Linked DNA regions of Sus scrofa: region 2 is linked to region 1. Evidence: chromatin contacts called from public Hi-C data. All regions are on one chromosome and are shown on one strand. The core of a region is the stretch at or near the end of the contact, and the rest is flanking DNA. Distances in the headings are between cores, read along the strand shown. Region 1 overlaps LOC106505250 (a long non-coding RNA gene). Region 2 has its middle 40 kb from the start of USPL1.

Region 1 (7,414 bases), core at 2,697-5,196:
CAGGGGAAAGACGTATTTATTGTTCTCTTCTTTCAAGTCGTCTGTAGGTTTAAAAGCCTTTCCAAATAAAAGTGTGAGAGTATGTGGTGGAAGCGGGGCCGGGTTGGAGCCTTGGGATAGGATGAGATTTGGGGCTGGGTCGGCCTTGACTCTGACCTTTGTCCCCAGCCCAGGGCTCAACCTTGGCTGCTTAAAGCTTGATACGCTGAGAAAGGCCTGGGAGGAGGGCAGCTTTACAGCAGGAGAGCTCTTGGGGCAAAGGACCCAGGGCCGAGGAAGAGACAGCTGGGGCCCACGCCCTGGCGTGGATGCTCATCAGATTCATTTCCGCTGAGCTACAGCGGGAACTCCAAGAGGTGACTTTTAGAAAGCCCTTCAGCCGCCGCAGGATGGTGGTGGGGTCCCCAGAACAACCAACCCCCAGACGAGAGGGTTGGAACCTTCATCCCCCTGACCCCAAGCCTCCCTGGGGCAGAGCAGCTGGAGGTGAATCGATCACTGAAGGCCAGTGGCTTCGTCACTCGTGCCCACCCAATATGACAGAGCCTCTGTAAAACCCCCAAAGGGTGGCGTTCTGAGAGCTTCCGAGTTGAGGAGCCAGAACGTATCCACGATACGCTGGGCCCCAAACGTCACCGGGCGTGAAGCCTCTCTGTCTGAAACCTCAGCCGTGTATCTCTTCATCTGTCTGGTGACTCTTATCCTTCCCAAGAAGCCAGTGGTCTAGTGCATCAACTCGTCTCCTGAGTCCCGTGAGCCCCCTCAAAGTTGGAATGGACGCAGCGTGGGGGCGGGAGCCTCTGATTTACAGTCAGGTGGTCTGATCCGTGCCTTTGGCTGGCGTCTGAGGTGGGGCATCTTGCGGGGCTGAGCCCTTAACTCTTGGATCTGACGATGCCTCCGGGTAGTTTCAGAACTGGGGTGAATTGTCGGACACTCAGCTGGCGTCAGAGGACCGCTTGGTATTGGGGCGGGGGGAGCCACACACCAGAGCCAGTGTCAGGACCTCACCTCCACAGCCCTGGCGGGTTGCCACCTCCAGGTGCCCGGTTCTGCAGCCCACAGAGCTCACCCGACGTCCTTCCGGACTCGGCAGTGACCTTGCACCCCTTTCAGGGCTCCCACAGGAACCCAGCGTGATTCTAGTCTCTCCCGTCCTGCACTGTGTTCAAAGAATTCACTGCTACATCCCCGCTGGCCCCCGGAAGCAGGGCAGCATCTTACTCGCTGTCCAGCTCCACGGCCCTCACTGAGCTTGACTTTGTAAATATTTGATTGTTTGCTACGTTGGGTGGGGTGGGGGGTAATGCAAAATTCAATCCTTTGGCTTTGAAGGGCCCAGGACTGCCCAGCCCAGGTGCTGGGCAGCCAGTGTGGCCTCCTTGTTTGTCTGGGTCAGAACAGGGAAAATGGATTTCTGTGGGTGCTGGTGTAGGGGTGGGGTTGCCTCCACTGAGAGGGACAGACTGGGAACTTGAGCAAAGGCCTGGTTCTCCCGAGGCTGTGTTCTCAGGCTGCTGCAGAGGTCAGGGGTGCCCAGATCTGAGCGGGGGCCGGAGCACGTGGCTGCAGGCTAGAGAGCCTGTGTGCTAGAGCCGCAGACCCAGGTTCAAGTATAACCTCTCTCTCTCTTTTGCTCTTTTTGGGGCCGTACCCGGGGCATGTGGAGGTTCCCAGGCTAGGGGTCGAATCGGAGCTGCATCTGCAGCCTACACCACAGCTCACGGCAACGCTGGCTCCTTAACCCACTGAGCGAGGCCAGGGAGCGAACCCACATCCTCATGGATACTAGTTGGGTTTGTAACTGGCTGAGCCCCAACAGGAACTTCCACCTCTGTCTCTTCTTATTATCTGTGAGATGCTGGGCACATTGCTCACTAAAATCTCTAAGCCTCAGTTACCCCACCTAAAAAATGAGGATAACAGTATTTAGCCACGTCTCAGGGTCATGGAAAGAGAAGATGAGAGGGGACGTGTGACGTGCTTGGTGCGGGGTGCTGTACAGGCTCAAGTTAGTGTCACCTGGCTTCGTTGCCACTTCCCTAAGGGAGGGCCCCCGGCAGAGCAGGCGGCACAGTGCAGCCAGCCTGTTCCAGGCTCACCGTCTCTCCAATCAGGTCAGTTCTTCCATCGCCCAGCCCATGGCTTTTTAAACACATTAACTATTTTTCAGTTAAGTTTCAGGTCTGTCCCCACCTGGGGGTCTTTGCTGGTTGCTGGTCCCTTGGCCGGGAAGGACCTGTCCCAGACAGTAAATAGCTGATCCCTCTTGAGTGAGGTCGTGAACCATAAATGCAGGTGCAGCGCTACAGGCGCAAGGCCGAGCCGCACCACCCCACCCGGGCTGCCCCGGCCCCCGTGTTGTCCCTCGCCTGTCGGCACAGCATTTCTGGGTTTCTCCCCCTCATTCACTCCCACTCACTCATTACTGCCGTGCTTCTAGAACAGGAGTTCATCAGAGGAAGGGCTTGGCTAGCGCGCTGCTGCTCCCAGCGTGGAATGGATGCTCAGTTCTGCCTCTGCGGGAACACGCTGTCCAGGGCCTTCTTCTCCAGGGAGCCAAACCGTGTCTCAGGGATGGCGGGTGTCTTCGTCCAGGAGCCACTTTCAGGCTTGAGGACCCTGCGGATGAGGCCACTGTTTCTGCTTGGCCGGGCGCGCATTCGTTTTCACTGAACCGTGGCTTCCCAGCTGAAGCGGTCAAGCCTAGCGGTTCAGACCACGGCGGGAAGACACTTAAATCCGGGTTTAAATGCAGCTTCTGCAACGTGCCAGCCGTGCACATCTTGGGAAGGTATTTAACCTCGTAAAGCCTTCGTTTCTTAGGCTGTAAAGTGGGGAATCATACCGAGTTGTGGCGATTCAATAAAATGATACCAGTAAAGCACAAAGCACAGGAGGTGGCACCTAGAAATGCTGCGGAAACTCTTCCTATTTCAGTAAGATCTGAAGGGGAGGGGGGGAGGCAGTGACTGGTTTCCTGGGGCGGTCACTGAAGTATCTGTGATCACTATTTTAAAATAGCCTTACCGTGTGACCTTTGACCTTTAGCCCTCTCTGCTGCTGCTGAGGTTCCCCGGGGGAACCTGAGGTGCTGCAGAAGCCCTACCCCCAGGGTCATTCGCTGCGGCTTCTGCAAGATAAACAGAAACCACAATCGAGTCTGCTGCTCTTTACAGAAGCTAGTTTTAGAGTCCTGGCTTCATAATAACCCTGGTACCACTTCCTCTTTTGCCCCCACTCTTCCTTTGGTGGTTTAGTTACAAAAGGACAAGTCAACCTAAGACACTATATAAGTCATCCACCAGCGATGGAATCGGGTGGTGAGATCTGAAGCTGAGAAAAGGTCTGAGTCCAGCTGCATCCCTTGCTGCTGAGGAAGTTAATGGACCTCTTTGGTTTCCAGAAGTCCCAGGGATCCCGGGACATTCAGGACACAGACGCCGCCGCCCCCCCCCACACCAACCAGAGAGCCCCCTCTGGCTGGGCTGTGGCCTGGACTGGGGACAGTCACACATACCATGCCCATCAGCTTCAGGAGTGGATGGCAAACACCGCCGAGTGGAAAGTAACTACAGGACAGAAGGACAGAGGAGGGAAGGGAACCCAGGAAGCCGCACCCACTGCTCTATTAAAAAGGCTCTGGTGGCAGCGAGGACTTGAGGGGGACAGTCAGGGAAAAGCAGAAATCCAGGGGAAGGGATGGGAGGGGAGACTGGTGGGGGTGGGGCTGGGAGGAGAGGTCACAGGGGTCCCGCCCTAGCCTGGCTCACCCAAGGAGGGGCAGGGGACTCGATTCCCCCCCCACACAAGGCTCTCTGATCAGCCTCTGGGCAACTCTTGCTCGTCCTTGGACCTCGGACCCCCTCCCAAACACCGATCTCCCTCGATCAGGGCGGGTCTGGACCCTCCTTGCGGTCCTCACACCGAGCCCCACCTCCAAACCTCAGTCTGCCCTGAGCTTGATTCAGCCAGAGCCGGATGATGAAGGTGCGTGTGTGCTGATGACCTTGACAAGCCGTTTGTTTCTTCACCAGCCTTTTCTTGCCTTTTCAACAGAGGCAAAGGCTAAGAGATGTGTTTGCAGTTGGTGGTGGTACGATCTCTGCTTAGCCAAGCTCTTTTAAATCTGCTTCCTCCGGAAAACAGCAGCTCCAGGTGCCGAGCTCTCTGCCTTAAACGAGGAGAAGCCGCCCTCTGCTGGTCACACGTGGTAATGCCACACACTGCCTTGGAGAAACAGGAGCTGCCGCCCTCGACTCCCCCAGAGAAAGTGGGCAATCCTTGAAATGTTAAAAGCTGCGGTTTTCCCTCTCCCCTTTTCTCCTTTATTCATTTTCTTCCCTAGTGCCGGTCCTCTCCCATGCCTGCCGAAATTCCAACTGTGGACGCTGAATGTCTCTTGAAAGCTTACTCTATGTGTTGGATAAAATTTCATCTCAGAAGACAAGAAAAAGGTTAACAATTATAGGAGAGGAGACAGAAAATAATTACCAAATTCTCAGAACTCAGACGCAGCACCAGGGTTCCATAGGTTTAGAACTGATCATTTATTTCAATGTAACATAGAAATAATTATCCCTGGAGGGGGCCCGTCTCCTCTTTAACACACAAGTGAATGAATTTATTAATCACTGATATTTAACAGGAAGGCGTGAGCATTGCTATTTGTGGCTGGATTTGGTTAAACTTGAGTCTTCTGGTAAAACTTGGCTTTTGGTCTGGGCCTGCGTGGCTGGCATGGCCTGACGGCTCCCATGCCTCTGACAACCTTGACTTATTCCTCATGCCCAGGTCCAGAGCTCGGATCAAGGCTGTTAATGTCTGGTTTTATCCCGATCATGTTAAATAATTTAAACTATAAAAGATACCCAGGGCTTCCCATTGTAGCTCAGCAGGTTAAGAACCCAGCTATATCCATGTGGATGCAGGTTCGATCCCTGGACTTGCTCAGCGGCTTGGGGATTCGGCGTTGCCACAAGCTGCAGTGTAGGTCACAGATGCAGCTTGGATCTGGCATTACTGTGGCTGTGGTGTGGGTCGGCAGCTGTAGCTTTGATTCAACCTCTAGCCTGGGAATTTCCATGTGCCCACAGACCTCAAAAACAACAACAAAAACTCCTTAAAGATGGGCAGGCCCCCTTAGGGCTCCCAGACTCAAACACAGAAGGTGGTCTGTTTGTAAAAGAGACATGAATTTTTGGAGGGTTGGACTAATTTAGTCTTTAAAGTCCTTCTAAGCTGAGCAGCTATAATGAAAGGCAGCAAGAGATCGGGTTCCTTTTAATTTGCCGTGTGCCTTTGGCCAAATCGTCACATCTCCAGGCCCTTCACTGTAACAGGAAGGGGTTGATGTGACTGATTTCCCAGTCCCTCCCAGCTCACAAGTCTCATGATGATGTGTAAGTGTCTAGAAAAAAAAAAAAAAAAAAGAGTCAACGAAGAATCCTATTTTTCTCCCTGAGTTTTTTGATTAAAAAATTGGAGACCCCTGACTCATTAATGTTTAGAATAATCAATAAAACAATTCAGCAGTTATTTACATCCGTAGCCTTGAGGCTACTCAGATTATTTTTGAAAACAGAAGATGAGGATTTTTAAAATGTGTCAGAGCCTGACAAGTTCCTGAGCTCAGAGAACACTGTGCACTACACAGCCCACAGATTCAAGGTCAAGAGGCACGTCTCTGTGCTTTCAGAAGCTGCTTGGATTGTTCTGTCATGGCCTCACGTGGGTTATCCTTACCAAACCTGTTACAGTGACTCACATCCAGCCGGCACCTGCATCCATCCCACTGTCCTCCAAGCCGCGTGCACAGAGAACACACCAGCCTCCTGCTAGAACCAGAGGTGACAGAAGGGCAACAGCGAGCTGCTAGAAGTTCTGCACACAGGACACCCTCCCCCGCAACCCCGCAACACGGAGCTTGGGGCAAAATAACCCTCCAAAGCCCTTGGTACCCAGTGTTCGTTTATGGAAGGAGAAACACCTTTCTCTGCAGGACCAAGTTACTGCCCCGCTGCAAAGTGGACAGGAAGTAGGGATGCGTGTTTCTGGCGTGTGTGTCCCCACCAGGCACAGCAGGTACCTGCACAGGAGCGAATGGAGAAGCAGGCGAGTTTCCTGCTTAGGGAGATGAGTGGCAGGAGACCTGCGGATGCTGGCCGAGCCGCTGGGGGCCCTGAGCAGGGTCATGTAACCACTCAGCTCTTGAATAGCAGCCACAAGGACTCCGACTCTCTAGGCTCATTGCAAGAATTCGGTAACACAGGTAGATAACAGCACAGTGGCTGGCTCGTTCTAAACGCTCACTAAATATTGGCTGGTATTTTATGGGATCCAGTCATCACGAAGTCCCTGTGAGATTGGCAACAGCAGCCCTATTTATAGAGAAAGAAACGGGGGGGGGGGGTTTCAGAGGAGCCAGAACCCAGGTCTTCTCAGAGTCACCCTCTGCCTGCAGCAGAGGAAGCACCCCCAGTGCCCAGAGGGGCTCAACCTCAACCTCTAGGTATTTTCACTTGCCTTCAGGGCTTGTGGCTTCTTTGTTCTCTTTCTCAGGCAAGAGTCAAGCAGCCCCTACCCTCGCCCTTGGGCCACCTCCTCCCCAAGGCCCGATCTGGTTGTCCCAGGTGTGAAATGCACTCAGCCTCAAAAACTGCAGAGAAGAGAACCAGGGTCCAGAGGAGGGGGTGGGGCCGCAGCTCAGAGCCCCCGTGGGGGCAGAGCTGGGACCACAGCGCCCCCGTCCAGGGCCTTCCCATCACAGCCCCGCGTTCGCAGAGGCCGCGCTCTTCCTTCCACCTGTGACCTCTCCTTTTAAACACCATCCCTGTCTCTAGCCCGGAAAAGTGCATTGTTGTTTTTAAAAACCTGACCTCATACTGTTCATCCCTTCATTGGCTACTTACTCAGCCCTGGACCCGTGTCAGGTTCTGTTCTAGGCTCCTGGGAGCCGGTGGGTACCAAGGGGTCTGTGCACATATGGAGCCCTCCTCCTGGGGCAGAGGGAGGCAGGCAGTACCAGGTAAAACGGAGACGTGGACACATCAGAGATGTGTGAGAGGTTCCACGCACATCACTGAAGAGCATGGCGAGGGGACCGATGGCGCTCTGGGCAGTGGGCAGGGGCATGTCTCTGAAGCGGGATGTTTGACCTGAGACCCAGATCCCGGAAGGTGCCGCACCCACGGGTAATAACCGCTGTTGCTTTTTGGTGACGGTCCTTTCAGACAGCTCTCTTGCACGTACACTGTACATGCTTTTACATGAAGGCCACAACCCTGAGTGTCAGGGGACATAGCTCTTACAGGGAGAGTCCCCTGCAGGGACATCCTGGTAGAGCCTCTGGCAGAGCCTCTGGCTGCGCCTGGACCCGCTCTGCTGGGTCAGCGCTTTCGCTCTCCCAGGGATC
Region 2 (6,938 bases), core at 2,494-4,993, 340 kb before region 1:
TATAAAATGTTTAAAACTTTTTTTTGGGGGGGGAATTCCTGTTGTGGCACAGCGGAAACGAACCTGACTAGTAACCATGAGGTTTCGGGTTCAATCCCTGGCTTCGCTCGGTGAGTTAAGGATCTGACGTTGCCGTGAGCTGTTGTGTAGGTCGAAGACATGGCTCAGGTCCTGCGTGGCTGTGGCTGTGGCTGTGGTGTAGGCTGGCAGCTACAGCTCCGTTTGGACTCCTAGCCTGGTAACCTCCATATGCTACGTGTGTGGCCCTAAAAAGACAAAAAATAGAAAGATGTTCAGGATATGAACTCCTAAAACTTTAAGAGGAGAGACTAATTGTGTTGGTCTTGAATAACGATAAGAAAATTGACTAGGGCTTAGAGGCAGGGATTCTGTTTTCACTCTCTTTAAAGTGGAAATGGCACATTGCCAGGTCATCTCTTAGGCCCTGGGCACACATTTATAAATGTGACTCCTTTTTATATTTTTTTCTATCATTGATTAACTCCGTAGTAGGAATTTATCAATACCATATTAGCAAATTAATGTTAAGTCAATGTCTTATAGGCTTCAAACTGTCAGACCTCATTACTTTTTGGAAAAGTGGCTTGCTTGCTCTTCTGCAGGATTTCACCGTTGCCTTCATCTTCATGGACTCCCCTAGGTGAAGGTTTCTGTCATCTACAGAGTGACCATTTGTCTTACAGTTCAATTCATGAAGTGCATATTGAGTATCCACTATAAATAAAGCTTTCTGCTAAGCACTTCAGCATCGTAGGCTATATTGATAAACTGGATCCAGTCCCTCATAAGACACGTATGTAGAGTCTGTTGCAAGTACCAACAATGTCATATGAACCTTTAGACTCACAAATATTTTAATGGTGTCATTTTGGTCAGTAAAGCCAGTGTGTCCTCATCAGTGCTTACCATTGAAAATGTGTGAGCTGCCTTTGGTTTGAATGAATCGCTTTCAAAATTTTACAAACAAAACTAAAGCAAGTTTAACTACTATCTTGGCTTGTATATTAATTGCTTTCTTATTTTTTACCAGCAAAGCATGCATGAATTTGACTTAGTAACACAACTGAAATTATATAAACTAACATTCAAAATAATAAATATATGCACACCATAAAGATACTCTTGCTCTGTATTTATACTTTTGGTAGATTTTAATATATCCACTAAGGTAGAGTTATACAGAAGATAACCGATTCACCAATAGGCACAGCTTTGGTTGGAGGCCATTAGAATTTTTATATGGTATATACGTATTACAAAGGGTACATTATATGGAAAATAAACTGAGCTGGCTATATGCAAGCATTATGTAAAAAGACTAGGTAACCTACAGTTTGCATCATAAAAATAATGTTTGCTATAGTAAGTTTCTGCATCAGGAGAGCCCTCACCAAAACTGTGAAATAGGCAAAGCAGAGTAGCTTCAGAGGGATCCGAATCTTGGCATAACCCATAGTATGTGTTATTCTGAATATGAAATCTTGCCACTGGAGGCATTTAATGAAAAGTTTGATCCACAGTGCTGCTCTAGTCAAGACTCTGAGTAGAATGGGGAGCTTATATTTGTCTTAATATTCCCATCCTAGCATAGTTTGTGGAAATAATATTCAATAAATGTTAAATGAATGCATTCTGTTCACTAAATAAAACATTCAAAAGAAATTTTGACTGAGGATTATATTAACATTGTGCTGTTATCATAAGGATTCATCTAGCAGTTGTTTATTGAGCATCATCTATGTGTAGACACTCACAGTGTAGACATTAGAATACAAAAAAAAAAAAAAATGGGCCTACAAGCGGTGAGATTGGGGAAGAATAGATGGAAGAGGGAAAAGAAAAACTTGTAAACAGCTATGATAGAGACAGTTGGGGCTACAGGAGAAATATGAAGGAGTTCCCGTTGTGGCTCAGTGGTTGACGAATCTGACTAGGAACCATGAGGTTGCGGGTTCGATCCCTGGCCTCGCTCAGTGGGTTGAGGATCTGGCGTTGCCATGACTCGTGGTGTGGGTCGCAGACAAGGCTCGGATCCCACGTTGTTGTGGCTCTGGCATAGGCCGGTGGCTACAGCTCCGACTGGACCCCTAGCCTTGGAACCTCCAGGTGCGGCCCTAGAAAAAGACAAAAAAAAAAAAAAAAAAAAAAAAAAAAAAAAAGAGAGAGAAAAAAATATGAAGACAAATAACTATAAAATGGCCCTGCAATCATAGAAATATCTACAAACAAAATATAGTTCTGGTGTTATCAAAATACAAAGTGCTGTGTCATCCCAGAAGAGAAATTAATTCCATTTGGAGGTATTGGCAAAGTTTCATAGAGGAAGCGACTTGTGAGTTGAACTTTGAAGAAAATCCCACTGGCATCTTGGGCCTCTCAAATCCACTATGTCCATTGGTATAATTCATTAATTTCCCCTTGTCCCCATCTGTCCTAGACCCTCCTGTCTGACAGTCTTAAACATGATTACTGATTCACCCATTCACCCTTGTTTCCTTCCTAATGGAAAATGCTAGAATCACTCAATTCCTTTTCTTTCCCCTCCAGTATTAATTTGGTCACTGTAGTTGCATGAAGTTTTGAATAGTCGAGTTTTGGGTTTTTTTGACAATTGACCTACTTTTGTGCATAATCAGAAGCTCAGCAAACATACTTGTATTTGAACATGTCAATCTTCTAATTACATATTTTAATTTTTGTTGAATTATATGCAAAAATGTCATATTTTGAAACAATTCACTTAATTTTTTTCCACATTGAAAAAATACAATTCTGATATCTAAATAATGTACAGAAAATCATAAAGAATTTGCTATTCTAGGGAAGCTATCCTGGTAAGCATTTATGACAGCATTTTTATTTTAAATAATGGTATTCTTCTAAGAATATATTTCTTGGGAGTTCCCTTCATGGTGCAGCAGAAGCGAATCTGACTAGTATCCATAAGGATGTGGGTTCGATTCCTGGCCTCGCTCAGTGGGTTAAGGATCCAGCATTGCCACGAGCTGTGGTGTAGGTTGCAGATGCGGCTCAGATCCCATGTGGCTGTGGCTGTGACATAGGCTAGCAGCTGTAACTACAGTTCAACCCCTAGCCTGGGAATCTCCATATGCTGCGAGGGTGGCACTAAAAAGCAAATATATATATATATATATATAATATATATGTGTATGTACATATATATATACACACTCATACATATATATATATAAAATATATTTCTTTTCATTTGTCCCTATCTCTACAGTAGCATAAAATTTTAGCACCACTCTAGAATTTCTACGCAGTAATACATTTCTGCTGCCATTTGGAGGAGCCTGCATCACAGAATAATGAGTTGAGTCTGACTTGCAAAGATGCTTTCATTTGAAATTCAGACCCCCCAGAAGAATTCTTAGTCAAATTCCATAATTAATGAATTGTGTCTTCTAGATTTCTCTAGTACTAAATTTTATGGAAAGTACAACTTTAACTATTTTGTAGAAATTCTAATGATGTTCTTACACCATTGAAACAATAAATACCCTGAAAACTGAAAGTGAAACTGTCAGACCTTGGCATCTGTAGTTAACAACTACTTAGAGTTTTGTTGATAGATATCTAGGTAATTATGAGATTAAACCACAAGTGTGGGAGGCCTCTGTGCTTTTCTAATGAAGCCGTTTTATGTTTTGACAAAATCCATGACACGTAGTCCCCGTCTCTTTCAATCCAAAATTTTAATAATGTGTATGAATACTTACTCTCTAGAATGGTCTTAAGAGTTAGGGAAACCAGAAGTTTATGAAAATTTCATTCTCTTTCTCTTTAAACCTTATGCCAGAGTTACTAAGAATTAGTAAAGTTATTTGATATGAGAGTTTCTCTTCTGATATCTTGCTCTGGCGAAATACTAGAAAAATGTCTTGAGAAATAAAAGGCAGATTTGCAAATTAAAGGAAATTTCAGTTAACAGAGTTGCATTAATATAATCTTAGGGCTCAGCAGAAACAAATCCGACTAGGAACCTTGAAGTTGCGAGTTCAATCCCTGGCCTCAGTAGGTTGAGGATCTGGAGTTGGCGTGAGCTGTGGTGTAGGTCGCCGATGCGGACTGGATCTGGCATTGTTTGCTGTGGCTGTGGTGTAGGCCAGCAGCAACAGCTCCACTTAGACCCCTAGCCTGGGAACCTCCGTGTGCCACTGGTGCGGCCCTAAAAACACAGAAGATAAAATAACAATCATCATCATCATCATCATGATTGCGAAGTCTTGAATTCTAAATTTGCCTTTGCTAGTATCATGTTACTTCTATATTTTACTTAGCTTGAAAAATCTAAACTTGTCAATAGCCCCGTTTCTATCAATAAGATGGAGAATTTGCCTTCAAAATTAAGTCCTTATGCCATTACAGAATGTAACTGGACAGTCTCTAAAGGCCAGGATGAATACTTTATCCATGATACGTCCGTGCAGTCTGTTGCTGACATGTTTGAGGAAAGAAAGGAACCTCCTACCTGAAGTATGTGTCAGCACCACTTACCCCTAATACTCACGACAGCCCTGCAGTTGTTTCATACTCAGTGACATCACATTCATCCTTTAACTCAAAGTCAGATCTTCAAAGTCATGCTTAACTAAGCCCGACTGCCGAACTAAGCCCGAAGCTATTTTATTTCCTCCCAAGTAATACCTGCTGTCCAGATACATACCAATACAGAGACAGTCTCAGGTGTAGTCTCATGGTCTGTACAGCTAGACTTATACGATACTCTGAATGGACTGAGAGCCATCAAAGCTGTTTCCTGTTAAATTATTTTAAATATATATATATATATAAAATTCACTAAAATGGGTGGAATGTGAATATTAACTACTATTACTATAATATAAAAATTTATAAAGTGAAACTTGTAAAAATATAATACTCAATATATTAATTGTTCTTAACTAATCTTAGACTGTTTTCATTCTCTGCTTAGACAATCCTAATTTTCTGCAGACTTGAATAGATTTAAATGTTTTTCATTAACTTGTTTGTGGCTTCTGAACCACAAGACTCTGCCATCTATTGAAGGTGGATTTTCATTCTTGAGCTTAATTATCTTTAAAAGAACTTAGTCATTTTTCGCTAATCCTGGAAGGATGCTTTCCTGCCATAATCAAAAAGTAAAGCAATATAAAGATAAAATGTCTATATATGTCCAAAATGTCCTTATCACCATGTATTTCTAGTCAGAATAAGATTTTTCTACCACCTTCCAGCTCTTCTTGCTCTTTTACATTTGACTGTATAAAACCATAATTTATAATGAATACACACATTCATGAGATTGACTTTTGAACAAGACTATTTTTAAAAAGGACCTATGATACTATTTTTTGAGAATTAATTTATGTGAAAAATCTTACGAGGATATGAAAGTAAAAATTGCCTTTATTTAAGGAGACGGAATGGCATGAAATCAGAACTCCTCTAGAAAATATGGACTATGTAATCATCTCCGTGGAACATGGGCCTTACCTCTTTGAAGTGTCTTGGTAGAGTACCCAGCACAGGCACACAAAAAGGTGGGCCTTACACAGGAAGCTTCTAGTAATCAGGGAATGAACGTCCTTTGATATTAAGTAACTAAAACTGCTTTTATTCTCATTGTGCCTAAAAGTGTAGGAAGCAGAGCCTCTTAACATAGTGAGTGGACCAGAAAGCTACACACAAAATCAGAAGTGTACCAGGGAAAAGATCAAGATTCACAGAGGCCCAGTTACACGAAGGGTATGTAAGCAGAACCCCATGCATCATTGTGTGAATGCAGATTGATTAAGTACATACTGAAGTTGCTTTGTGAAAATCAAGTGATGGTAAAGAAGACGCAGAAGCTCAAAATGAGAATGCTGCCTTAGACTAAGAGTAAAACGAGAAGCCCAGAGAGGCACTGAAGCAGCCTTGCAGCACTTGAAAGTTTTCACTGACATCTAGAAATTCACAAGTGTTTTTTTTTTAAAGAATGAGAATTGAATCATTTATTGCTTGCTTTATTAGTGTACTTGTTTAAGCAGAAGGGTTGTTTCTATGCAATGCCTCAGACTTCTTTTTTACTCCTACTCTTTTCTGCTTGTGAGTCATCGAGACCAGAGCACTTTCCTTCACACACAAAGAAAATGCTGTTGACCCATTGTCTTGGTCCGCTCAGGCTGCTGTGATAAATTACCATCTTGGGTGGCTTAAACAACAAACATTTATTTCGCACAGTTCTGGTAGCTGGAAGTCTGAGGTCAGGATGCCAGCAGAGTCGGGTTCAGTGAGGGCCTTCTTCCTGGTTTATAAACCCCTGTCTTGCTGTATCCTCACGCGGCAGGGAGAGAGCTCTTCCCTCCATGTCTTGCTTATAAGGTCACTAACTCCACTCATGAAGGCTCCACCGCAGTGACCCTGTTACCTCCCAAAGGCCCCACCTCCAAGTCTCACACTGGGGATTGGGGCTTCGACATGTAGATTTAGGGGAGGAGGGAGACAAACACTCCTCATGAGGGGATGGACTGGATTTAGAACCATCTGTGCTGCCTTATCCATATTCCTTCTAATTAAGTCCATGCTTTTATAAACCTCTTGGCAGGTCGTTAGAAAACTATGGATGGCTACAGACTCTGCTTAGACCATCTGAGCTTCTCTAGACTTGAGCAAGGATCAGCAAACATGCAGAGGAGACATGCATGACCTTTGGCCTCGTTAACACAAAAAAATGGATTCAAGTTCTAAAATACATAGATTTGACTTTCTTGTCTTAAAACTTTTTAAAAACTATTTTTAATCTTCTTTTCTGCCCCCTCCACATTCTTTACCTGTCTTATGACCTGTGCTTTCTGTCCTTTATCAGACCACGCTCTCTGAAGGCAATATAGGAAAAGCATTATAGTAATTAAGTACAGAGGCTTTGG

What was found. Hi-C and Micro-C count contacts between places; a contact is called where the count stands out from the background.
Region 2: a Hi-C map of omental adipose tissue shows a contact between it and region 1, with 2.4 times the contacts expected there. The contact joins two enhancer-like sites. A contact is called at or near these places in 2 of 5 promoter capture datasets (fetal liver and liver) and 7 of 47 Hi-C or Micro-C datasets (embryonic fibroblasts, liver, mesenteric adipose tissue and 4 more).

Annotation. Positions count from the first base shown.
Region 1 is chr11:6,939,908-6,947,321 of Sscrofa11.1, reverse strand. All of the region lies in intron 2 of LOC106505250 (a long non-coding RNA gene), which reads left to right. Among named protein-coding and RNA genes, the nearest start is that of KATNAL1, 120 kb to the left of the region's middle. Within about 2 kb of position 3,946, at least 31 of the 83 cell types and tissues checked have an H3K27ac peak or open chromatin away from gene starts, as enhancers often do. A contact at or near this core is called in omental adipose tissue, where this site is marked.
Region 2 is chr11:7,277,681-7,284,618 of Sscrofa11.1, reverse strand. It overlaps a transcript of HMGB1 not described here. Among named protein-coding and RNA genes, the nearest start is that of USPL1, 40 kb to the left of the region's middle. Within about 2 kb of position 3,743, at least 13 of the 83 cell types and tissues checked have an H3K27ac peak or open chromatin away from gene starts, as enhancers often do. A contact at or near this core is called in omental adipose tissue, where this site is marked.